Linked DNA regions of Danio rerio: region 2 is linked to region 1. A link is a contact called in public Hi-C data. All regions are on one chromosome and are shown on one strand. Each heading gives the region's core, a stretch centred on a gene start, on an enhancer-like site or on the middle of the called end of the contact. The rest is flanking DNA. Distances are from core to core; before and after follow the strand shown. Region 1 overlaps mmp11a (matrix metallopeptidase 11a). Region 2 holds the start of derl3 (derlin 3).

The links. Hi-C and Micro-C count contacts between places; a contact is called where the count stands out from the background.
Region 2: a contact with region 1 is called in a Hi-C map of hematopoietic stem cells, with 2.2 times the contacts expected there. The contact joins the promoter of derl3 here to the enhancer-like site in region 1. A contact is called at or near these places in 2 of 18 Hi-C or Micro-C datasets (hematopoietic stem cells and an unstated tissue).

Annotation. Positions count from the first base shown.
Region 1 is chr8:32,898,840-32,904,059 of GRCz12tu, forward strand. It overlaps mmp11a (matrix metallopeptidase 11a), which reads left to right. Exons shown (of 8, transcript XM_021478463.2): 5 at 808-1,028; 6 at 3,275-3,479. Among named protein-coding and RNA genes, the nearest start is that of mmp11a, 22 kb to the left of the region's middle. Within about 2 kb of position 3,407, at least 3 of the 62 cell types and tissues checked have an H3K27ac peak or open chromatin away from gene starts, as enhancers often do.
Region 2 is chr8:32,984,701-32,989,293 of GRCz12tu, forward strand. It overlaps derl3 (derlin 3), which reads left to right and starts at 1,838. Exons shown (of 7, transcript NM_200903.2): 1 at 1,838-2,141; 2 at 3,834-3,899; 3 at 3,984-4,057; 4 at 4,219-4,312. The coding sequence starts at 2,052. It overlaps LOC141375655 (a long non-coding RNA gene), which reads right to left and starts at 1,742. Exons shown (of 3, transcript XR_012384435.1): 1 at 1,654-1,742; 2 at 681-750.

The DNA.
Region 1 (5,220 bases), core at 2,157-4,656:
TGCCAGTCACTAAGAAAGCTGATTTTTTGGGGGAATCTGAAAGAATGTCAAATAGATAACTCACATTTTTGGAAATGGATCAGCGAATGTTTGATTGATTCTGCTCACTTTTTAAAAATAAAGTCAACTTATCACTTTACAAGCAATCAGTTTGCTCACTTTTTTAAATTAAAGTTTAGTTATCAATTTTTACAATGCAGAAATGCTGATGAATGACATATCGCTACTGTTTTGCTTCTGTTTGTTTTGTACTGTGATATCAGAGCTGTTGCAGTTTCTTTAAATTTCATAACGTTTTTAAAAAAAATTACCTACTCAGTACAGTTGAAATGTATTATTCCAATAGAATAGTAGAATCATTTTAAAAATCTGACTCCAGTCTCAAACCCATCCCTCATTTGGATGGTGCTTGAGTGATTAATGCTTTGTGACTTATGATTTAGGCATATGACATTGTAGTAAGAGTGTGTAATGTTACATACTTATGGTTTTCTGTCCTCTAATTCCACACATTCCTCTAATTGACACACATATCTCTCAGCTGTTGTTTGAAAAAATCATTTGGCATCGTGCTGATGCTTACATCATTACTACAGAAGCAGATCAGATCAGATCTGCATCAGATATTCAAGAGCTTATCTAAACATATCAGATCAAACAAATCAGCAGTCAAGATTTGAAAAAAAAAAACAAATCAGATTTGTCCACATAAATCAGATTTTTTTTTTCCAATCTTTACTTGAGGAATGACTGTTGATCTGAAAAAAAGAGGAGAAAAAGAACTTCATTTTGTTTGCTGTCCTACAGGAACGGATCTTCTTCAGGTGGCAGCCCATGAGTTTGGTCACGTACTGGGTCTACAGCACTCTCTGGTGCCTGGAGCCATCATGTCCCCATTTTACAGCTTCTCCTATCCTCTCAAGCTCAGCGAGGATGACAAGAAGGGGATCCAGTACCTGTACGGACCCCCAGTGCGAGCTCAGCCACAAATCCCAGCAGAAACCAATGACATTCCCAGTGCATTCCCAGTGAGTAGCTAAACACGTGTTCTGTAAATTATGTCAGCAGTGAAACAAATACACCTCAACAGCATTTGGGTGACAGAATTGTTTCGCAATGCCAATTCATACCACACAGAAGAACAGCAACAACAAACATCAACAAAAAAGTTAGCTATTGGATTTAGAATGTTGTGATAAATGACTGTGATGTTACATTAATTCAATAAGTACCTACTTTTTCAGTCTCAGGGCTAAAATAGACGTTTATGTGAAGCCTATCCTATATTCCTTTTCAGAGTTGTTGTTGTTTGTTTGGAAAATCAAGTGACACTGATTGAACATGTAAAACATAAACTCCACCAAAGGCAACAGACGCAGAGGGTTATCGCACTGATCAAACAAACTCCAACATTTTTGTTTCGTGGTGTTCATCTGTGCTGTGAAATGGACTTTATTGGCGCTTATTTAGTAATTTTGTGAAAATGTTTTTTTTGAATTGTTTGATTATTACATTTAGAAAAACACACACAGACACACACACACACACACACACACACACACACACACACACACATATATATATATATATATATATATATATATATATATATATATATATATATATATATATATATATATATACATATACATACAAATCTTATTTAACATTTTAAATATATTTATTGTCCTGGGAGAATTTATAATTATTTTATTTTTATTTTATTTTATTTATTTATGTTAATTTTTAATAAACTTTACTTATAGAACACAAGCCAATATCGGTCTCTACAAATGTGCAATTTTCCACACTTAACCCCCGCACGCATAGCAAGTCTTCTTGCAGAACATAAAAGATAAATGAATGAACGGACGAAAAAATATATTAAATGAAATAAATAAATAGAGGAAGCAGTGGTGCAGTGGGTAGCATGATCACCTCACAGCAAGAAGGTCTCTGGTTTGAGCCTCAGCTGGGTTAGTTGCCATTTCTGTGTAGAGTTTGCATGTTCTCCCCGTGTTTATGTGGGTTTCCTCCAGGTGCTCCGGTTTTCAAAGCCATCTGCTATAGGTGAATTGGGAATGTTAAAAATTGCGTAAAACATATGCTGGATAAGTTGGCGGTTCATTCCGCTGTGGTGACCCCAGATTAATAAAGGAACTAAGCCAAAAAGAAAATAATGAAATAAATAAACAATGGTGTGGTTTTGTTGGTCATTACAGTTTTGGATAACCAAGATAATTAAGAATGATAGCTATTCCTCTTGCTTATTGTGATTTTGGTTGTGCTGAACTTTCTCTTTGTAAACGAGTCCAATTAAAAGGATGACTACATCGGCGTATAAATGCAAAAGTGAGGGCTAGTTCTGACCATGAAATGATTTTTTAAATGACCACTGCAAGAGGTGTTAATTTGTCAAAATAATCCAGTAATGGCCTCCAATGTGTATAAAATCTATTAGATAAGCCTCTGAGAGAGAACCTAATCTTCTCCAATTTCAGAAGACCTAACTTGTCATTTAGCCAGATTTGATTGAGGGTGGTTGGTGGGATTTCCACATTAAGAGAATTCTCTCGCAAGCAACAAGTGAGAAGAAGGCGATGTCATTAATATTGTTGTTGTTGTTGTTTAATCATTCATTCATTTTCCTTCGGCTTAGTCCCTTTATTCATTAGGGGTTGCCACAGCGGAATGAACCGCCAACATTTAGTGACCCAGCTGAGACTCAATCCAGTGACATTCTTGCTGTGAGGCGACAGTGCTAACCACTAAGCCACTGTGCCGCCCTGTTGTTGTTGTTATCCTTATATTAAATTTGTCTTGCATTAAAATTTTTATTATACCAAGAATGATCTTATATTTGCAATTTGTTTAGCCTTGGTTAGACTTTCAGTCCAAACTTGGTTATTCAAATATTTGATTCATCTGTTCAGATCTAATGAATCTAATGCAATAAATGTATTGGTTTATAGCGATGAGATTGTGCTGGTATGCCAACAACAGAATTAAAAACTGGTTTTGCAATACTTTCAAGCTGAATCTCCATGAACTGTGTGTTCACATTAAACACAAAACATTTGAACACCTTCAGCAAACTCATCCCAACATGACAGGTGGCTTTAACCTCATCCACTACACAATATACAACAGTAAATTGAGATAAATTATTTCAAATACTCGGATATAACCAAAAGACTGTTTATCTGAACAAGCTGATGCGTTCCCTTCATTCTCCCTTTGTTTATTCAGTCTCCTCTTTTCTCACTGTTTGCAGCCTGACGCTTGTCACACAGATTTCGATGCTGTGTCTATAATCCGTGGGGAATTGTTCTTCTTCAAGGCCAGCTATGCGTGGCGCATCAGGGATGGCCGTCTGCAGGCCGGATACCCTGCGCTGGCCTCCCGACACTGGAGTGGCATTCCACAGAAAATAGACGCCGCCTATGAAGACAAAAAGGGCAATATCTGGTTCTTTGAAGGTGGGTGAGTGCAGCGGCACTGGCTGACTCTGGTGATTTGCGGTTGGAGGACAGGATTAGACAAGCCTGGTTATATACAAATGTATGGTGACGGGTGGTGCGGTACTTCCCCTTGACCCATATCTGAAGCGTCCCACTTTGTGAAGGGCATGACTGAACACAACCACGCTGAACACTCACTGCTAACAACTGACAAACACACACGCATGTTGTGCAGGACAGTTCCTAAACAGTTTTGTACTCTTATGGGTGGTTGCTGCAGTTTAAATAGTTTATAAGTTAATTAAATTTTCTAAATTAGAAGCATTAAAGATTGAAAATGTGGGTTGGAAAATGTAGTTTGGTCATGTTGAATCTAATAGCATCGATTCGATCTGAGTCAAATAGCTACTGTGTATGAGTTCAAATATGCTGTAAATGTACTTCATTTTTTACCCACTAGAGGACACTAGACAGACAGTTTTATGGAAATGTCAATATGTCACATAGCACTATTAAACACAATAAAAGGTTAACTAATGTGCTGCACAATGCAAATCACAAAAATAAAAATTCTCACTGATAAAATGCCTAATCAAAAAGGTAAGTTTTCAACCTTGATGTATAAACAGTAAGAGATGATATAGACCTAAAACAGAGGGGCAGAGCATTCCACAATGTAGGACCAGCTAATGCGAAAGCACTGTCACCCCTGCATTTCAGCCTCGACTTGAAGCCTCGGATGCATAATAATCTCTGGTTTGATGACTGAAGAGACCGACCAGGCAGATATTCAGTCAACAGATCTGACAGATAAGAAGGTGCCTGGCCATTTAGTGAATTAAAAACAAAGAGAAGAATTTTAAATGCATAAACGTTTTACGTTTTTATATTTTTGAGCTATTTAAAGTAAAAATAAAATTGTCATTTTGTGGTCTGTATAATAGTTCAGATTTTGTATTCAGTGATGTTTTCAAACTAGGGTCATAACAGAGTACTAGGGGGTCTGTGGAAATGTTTGAGATTTTTTTTAAATAATTAATGTAATAAACTACAAATAATGTAAAATAATCAGTCAAAGTATTAATATAAGTACATAAGCTTAAAGGAAAAAATGAATATATTACTGATAAAATAATCTAATAATTAAAATTAGTACAAATAATGATTTCAAATCTGTGATGATTAAGAACATATAAATAAATAAAATTTTAGTTAAATTTAAAAAGTATTTCTTAAAAGTTAGAAACATGGCACTATAATGATTAGAATAATTAAGTGTAACTTAATAGAAACTAAATATTTTCCATAATCTTTGTTGATTGATGTTTTTTTATTTTAACATTTATAATTTATTTTTAAGGATTATTTGGCTCTTCATACAAGACACTTTTTAGATGCCTTGTGCAGTTCAGGATTATTTATTATCCTTAATTATTTTTTACATTGATCCAATCTTAAATATTATGCTTATTTAAAACAATTTTAAAACAGCATGTTTGTAATAAAAAAAGTAACATCTCTAATAATTCATAACCACTATAATCACCGCAGTCGCATGGTGTCAGTAAATGCTCACATATATATATATATATATATATATATATATATATATATATATATATATATATATATATATATATATATATATACACACACACATATATACACGTGTGTGTGCATGTGTGTGAGACTCATCATTTCAGAAAGGTTTAAATAAACTCCACCACAAATACATCAAATAAACTTACTTGGTATTTTT
Region 2 (4,593 bases), core at 588-3,087, 84 kb after region 1:
CACTATCATTTACTAGACAGAAAACAAACTGGCCAGCACATTCAACTGTCCTCAGTCACAATTTGGCCATTTCAATAAAAATATAATAATTAAAACATAATAATAATAAAAATAATAATTAATTCTTCAGAATTTTTCTAGTCTCTTTGGTAAAAAATGTACATTTGAAAATTCCTGGAAATCAACAATAGCCAAAATATATTCAAATTTATGGTCCGCTTCTGGTGCTTCACAACTTTTTATTGCTCATTTTTATTTCAAGAATAAGGTCCAAGATTAAGAATAAAGTTCCCTGTAAAATGTTTTCTCTGTTTAAAAACAATAAAGTAGTGAAAGAAGACTCTTACATCAGATTATAGTCCCACCGAAGCAACAGCCGACAGAGAATTCCAATAGGTCTTAAAGCCTTTTTCGATGGATTATTTTCATTATTTATGATGGCATAGCAGTTAAAATAGGACAAATGAGTTCATACATGGGACAAATTTTGGACCTTTGTCAGTGAGGGGTGGGTCTTCTGAACCCCCCTGGCTACAGGCTTGAAAAGTTGGAACATGTTTGCTTTATGTTTTAGTATTAAAGCTTTAAAAGGGCACCTACAGGTGTTTCAGGAGCAGGTCAGATTTTCTCCTGGTCATAATTAATTTTGTTTATATTAGTTTTGTCTAAAATTATTATACCTGTCCAGTTTCATCTGAAATGCATCCTAGATCACCTTCTGAAGTGGTTTGAGCGATCTGATAGGCCTATCTGATCAGAATAAAACAAGCAAAGTGAGCAAACTGCTTCATAAACACAGACATGACGGGAATATGAATATAAATACATTATATTAATTATATAATACATATGTAATATTAAATTAAATAAAATAATTAAAAGAACAAATGCTGGACCTTTTGGCTGTGGGGGTGGTTCGTTCGAATCACCCAAACCCCCCTGGCTACGGGCATGAATAGTGCCAAAAATAATGTATTCCAGCAAACAAAACATAAAAAGTGGCTTGTTTTATTGCATAACAAGAACAATAGCATACAAAATATCGAGGAATACAGTGCTTACAATTATTTTCACATCAAAGGAACAAATAGAGTATAAAAACAATAAATAAATTTAAATTACAGGGGTTATATAAATTACAAGAAATTAGCATAAGAAAATTATTTCAAAATTGTATACATTCATATAGCTTTTTTAATTTTAATGCATTTTAATGCCTTATTTAGGGTTTCGATATAAACCTTAAGATCAATTTTAAGCAAATAAATGTTAGGTTTATCATTGGACCATTTTTGTTTGTGTACATGGAACTTTGTATAGGCCTATATAATAATTAAATTGATAGAAAACTGAAGTTTAAATATGAGATATTCAACATTAAACCAAAACATTTGGGTATAGGCCTATGTGCATTCAAAAAGCAGGTGTCAACTTTATTGGTGAGACAGTATTCACTAGGTAGCCTAAGTTCCAAACTTTTTTCCCCATTCAATCTGCTCAAATAAGGAATTCTAAAAGGGTTTGATTTAGGCAACAATATAGTTCTGCATAACTTTTTACTGTAAATGTTATTAAATTCATTGTCTATAATTTTCACATCATTGATACTTAAATCATTAGTATGTAAAATATTAGATTCAGAAGACATATTACCAGATAAGAGCCGAACAAGTTTACGAAGAATTGCATCAAATTTGCAAAAAAAAAAAGTGGCTTGTTTACTTAAACACAAATTTGTCAACAAGACGTCACTGAACCCGCGCGATCTCATTGGTCCACGGAAGAACAAATATATATTTTTTATCCACGTGGAGGAGCTAAAACGACCGATGAAGCGTGTTTGTGTCACTCCGCCCACAGTCAAGCTCTCATATTCACAGGCAAACATCATCAACCGTTAAAAATGACCAGTTCGAAACAAACACTAAACGCGGACATGGATTTACCGAAGCATAAAGTCTCGTCCTACTGAACTGGTCGGTGTTTATTCGGCGTCAGAGCGGCTAATATGTGGTATTAGTGAGAGCTGAAGTGTAGATAAGAGAAAGATCATGGCAAACAGCGTCACTCAGGAGTACATGCAGATTCCCGCGGTCACTCGCGCGTACACCACTGCATGTGTCTTAACCACGGCCGCTGTGGTGAGTAGCTAAACTGCCTTTACAACATGTCTACTTCTGTATTCAAGTTCCAGGGTAAATATAGAGCCGCATATTAATTACAGTAAGTCCGTATGCCTCTCTTCAGAATTATGATATCTTCCCCACACTGAAGTATCAAGTGTCAGTGTAAATGCTTAACGAAGTAACACCATAATGATGCGTGATCGGTATTTTAGCGTCAATCTTTATTTTAGCATCAAACTTAGGCCAATGAAAGTAACATTTTCTACTTGGTTTATATCTTGTATAATTATTGTGTGTGTACAATACAGAACCAGGATATGGTACAAATTTGCACATATGGTACACAATATGCTACACATTTGTAAGTTTCTTCTAATAAACACAAAAGAAGATATTTTGAAGAATGTTGAAAACATTCATCCTTTTTTCCTACTGTGGACAATAGTAGTTATGGCGTCTAACAGTTTTCAAAATATCTTAACGAAGTAACACCATAAAATAAAATATTTAGCCAAAATAAAAAAAATAAGACTTTCTCCAGAAGAAAAAATATCATACTGTGAAAATATTTTAAACATTCAAAAGAGGGCTAATAATTCTGACTTCAACTGTATATATATATATATATATATATATATATATATATATATATATATATGTATGTATGTATGTATGTATGTATGTATGTATGTATGTATATATGTATGTATATATGTATATATATATATATATATATATATATATATATATATATATATATATATATATATATATAAATACATGTATATGTGTGTGTGTGTGTATATACATATATATTTATTTATTATCAAAAATATTTACCTTTACTATAAATGACTATAGTATTTATTTGACTATATATACACCTGTTTTTATTGAATTTTTTGTTTTAGCTGTTGTATACTATAATATGTTTCTGTTTAGTACAGCATATTATTTACAGTAAATAATTAAACTGAACTATTATGCCTTGTATGTTTCATTGACAGTTTTATTGATCACTAAGATATGATTGAAATACTAGTTCTAAAGTGACGTTTGTGAATGAGCAACAGTTTCTGCAGTTCTGACGTCAGCTGCAGATGTGAGTAAATAATGGAAGAAAGTAGTTCCTATTACAAAAGGGTTTTTAGACTCTCCGTGTTTGATTTTCTTTTTTATACACATGATTATGTTGTCGAACTGTTATATAAACGCAATATCACACTTGTAGCACTGCAATGTGGCTTTATATTAGCACTGCTGGGACACTAAGGCACAACGCACGCCTCCCACCAGTGCAGAGACATACAGGTACAATGCAGTGCTACTCTTGTGATATTGCTCATATATATATTATTATATATATATTGTGTGTGTCTGTTTGTGTGTGTGTGCATGCGTGCGTAATGCGTATATAGTGTCATTAAAAAAAAAAAAATGAAAGTCTCCCTTCCAACTAGCTTTTACGTTTTTTGATTTTAGTTAACATTAACATCAAAAGAAGAAAACAATAGTCAGTAGTTTAAAGGGTTTTAGTTTTATTTAACTACAATACTGCCCTCCCAGTGCTTGTAAAAATCAAAGACCAAAAAATTACACAAACGAAGAGCCATACATCTTATGCAAACAATCTGTAACAGTTTCATGTTTCAGCAACAACAGTCAACAATCTTTCTTCAACTAAATTGACTGTTTTGCATATTACAGCAACTGGAGCTCATCACACCATTTCAACTCTATTTCAACCCTGACTTGATATTAAAAAAATACCAGGTAAGTTTAAAACACCCCTGACACATGGCTACTTTACACATCTCTAGTTTTGATAATCATGTGTGCTTCTCTTTTCTTTTCTAGATATGGCGACTGATCACCAACTTCTTGTTTTTTGGACCTCTAGGCTTCAGCTTCTTGTTCAACATGATTTTCCTGTATCCCTTTTATGATCAGCATAATTGTGTTTGTCAGTGTGAAATGTTCAGGAAGTGTCAGACAGTTTCACAGAGTGTTTATTTTGCATAACGTGGGTTTTGTGTGTGTGGTGTGCAGCTGTGCCGAGGGTCTGTAGAGTATATGTCCTTGACTTGAGCAGATACCGATACTGCCGGATGCTGGAGGAAGGCTCCTTCCGTGGCCGAACAGCAGATTTCGTTTACATGTTCCTGTTTGGTGGTGTTCTCATGACCGTATCCTTCAGAATACACAACATTAAATATCAGTTTAACATCATAATTTATCTTCTTCCTCCTGGTATAAACCAGTTTAAGTTTCTGTCTTCTGATGAACACAAAAGAAGATATTTTGAAGAAAGTTGAAAACCTTTAACTTTTTTTTCCTACTCAGATTGTCAGTAGTTATGAATGTATAAAAACAAGTTATGTTTTTTTTGGCCTAGTCCCTGGGGTCGCCACAGCGGAATGACCCGCCAACTTATCCAGCATATGTTTTACACAGCGAATGCCCTTCC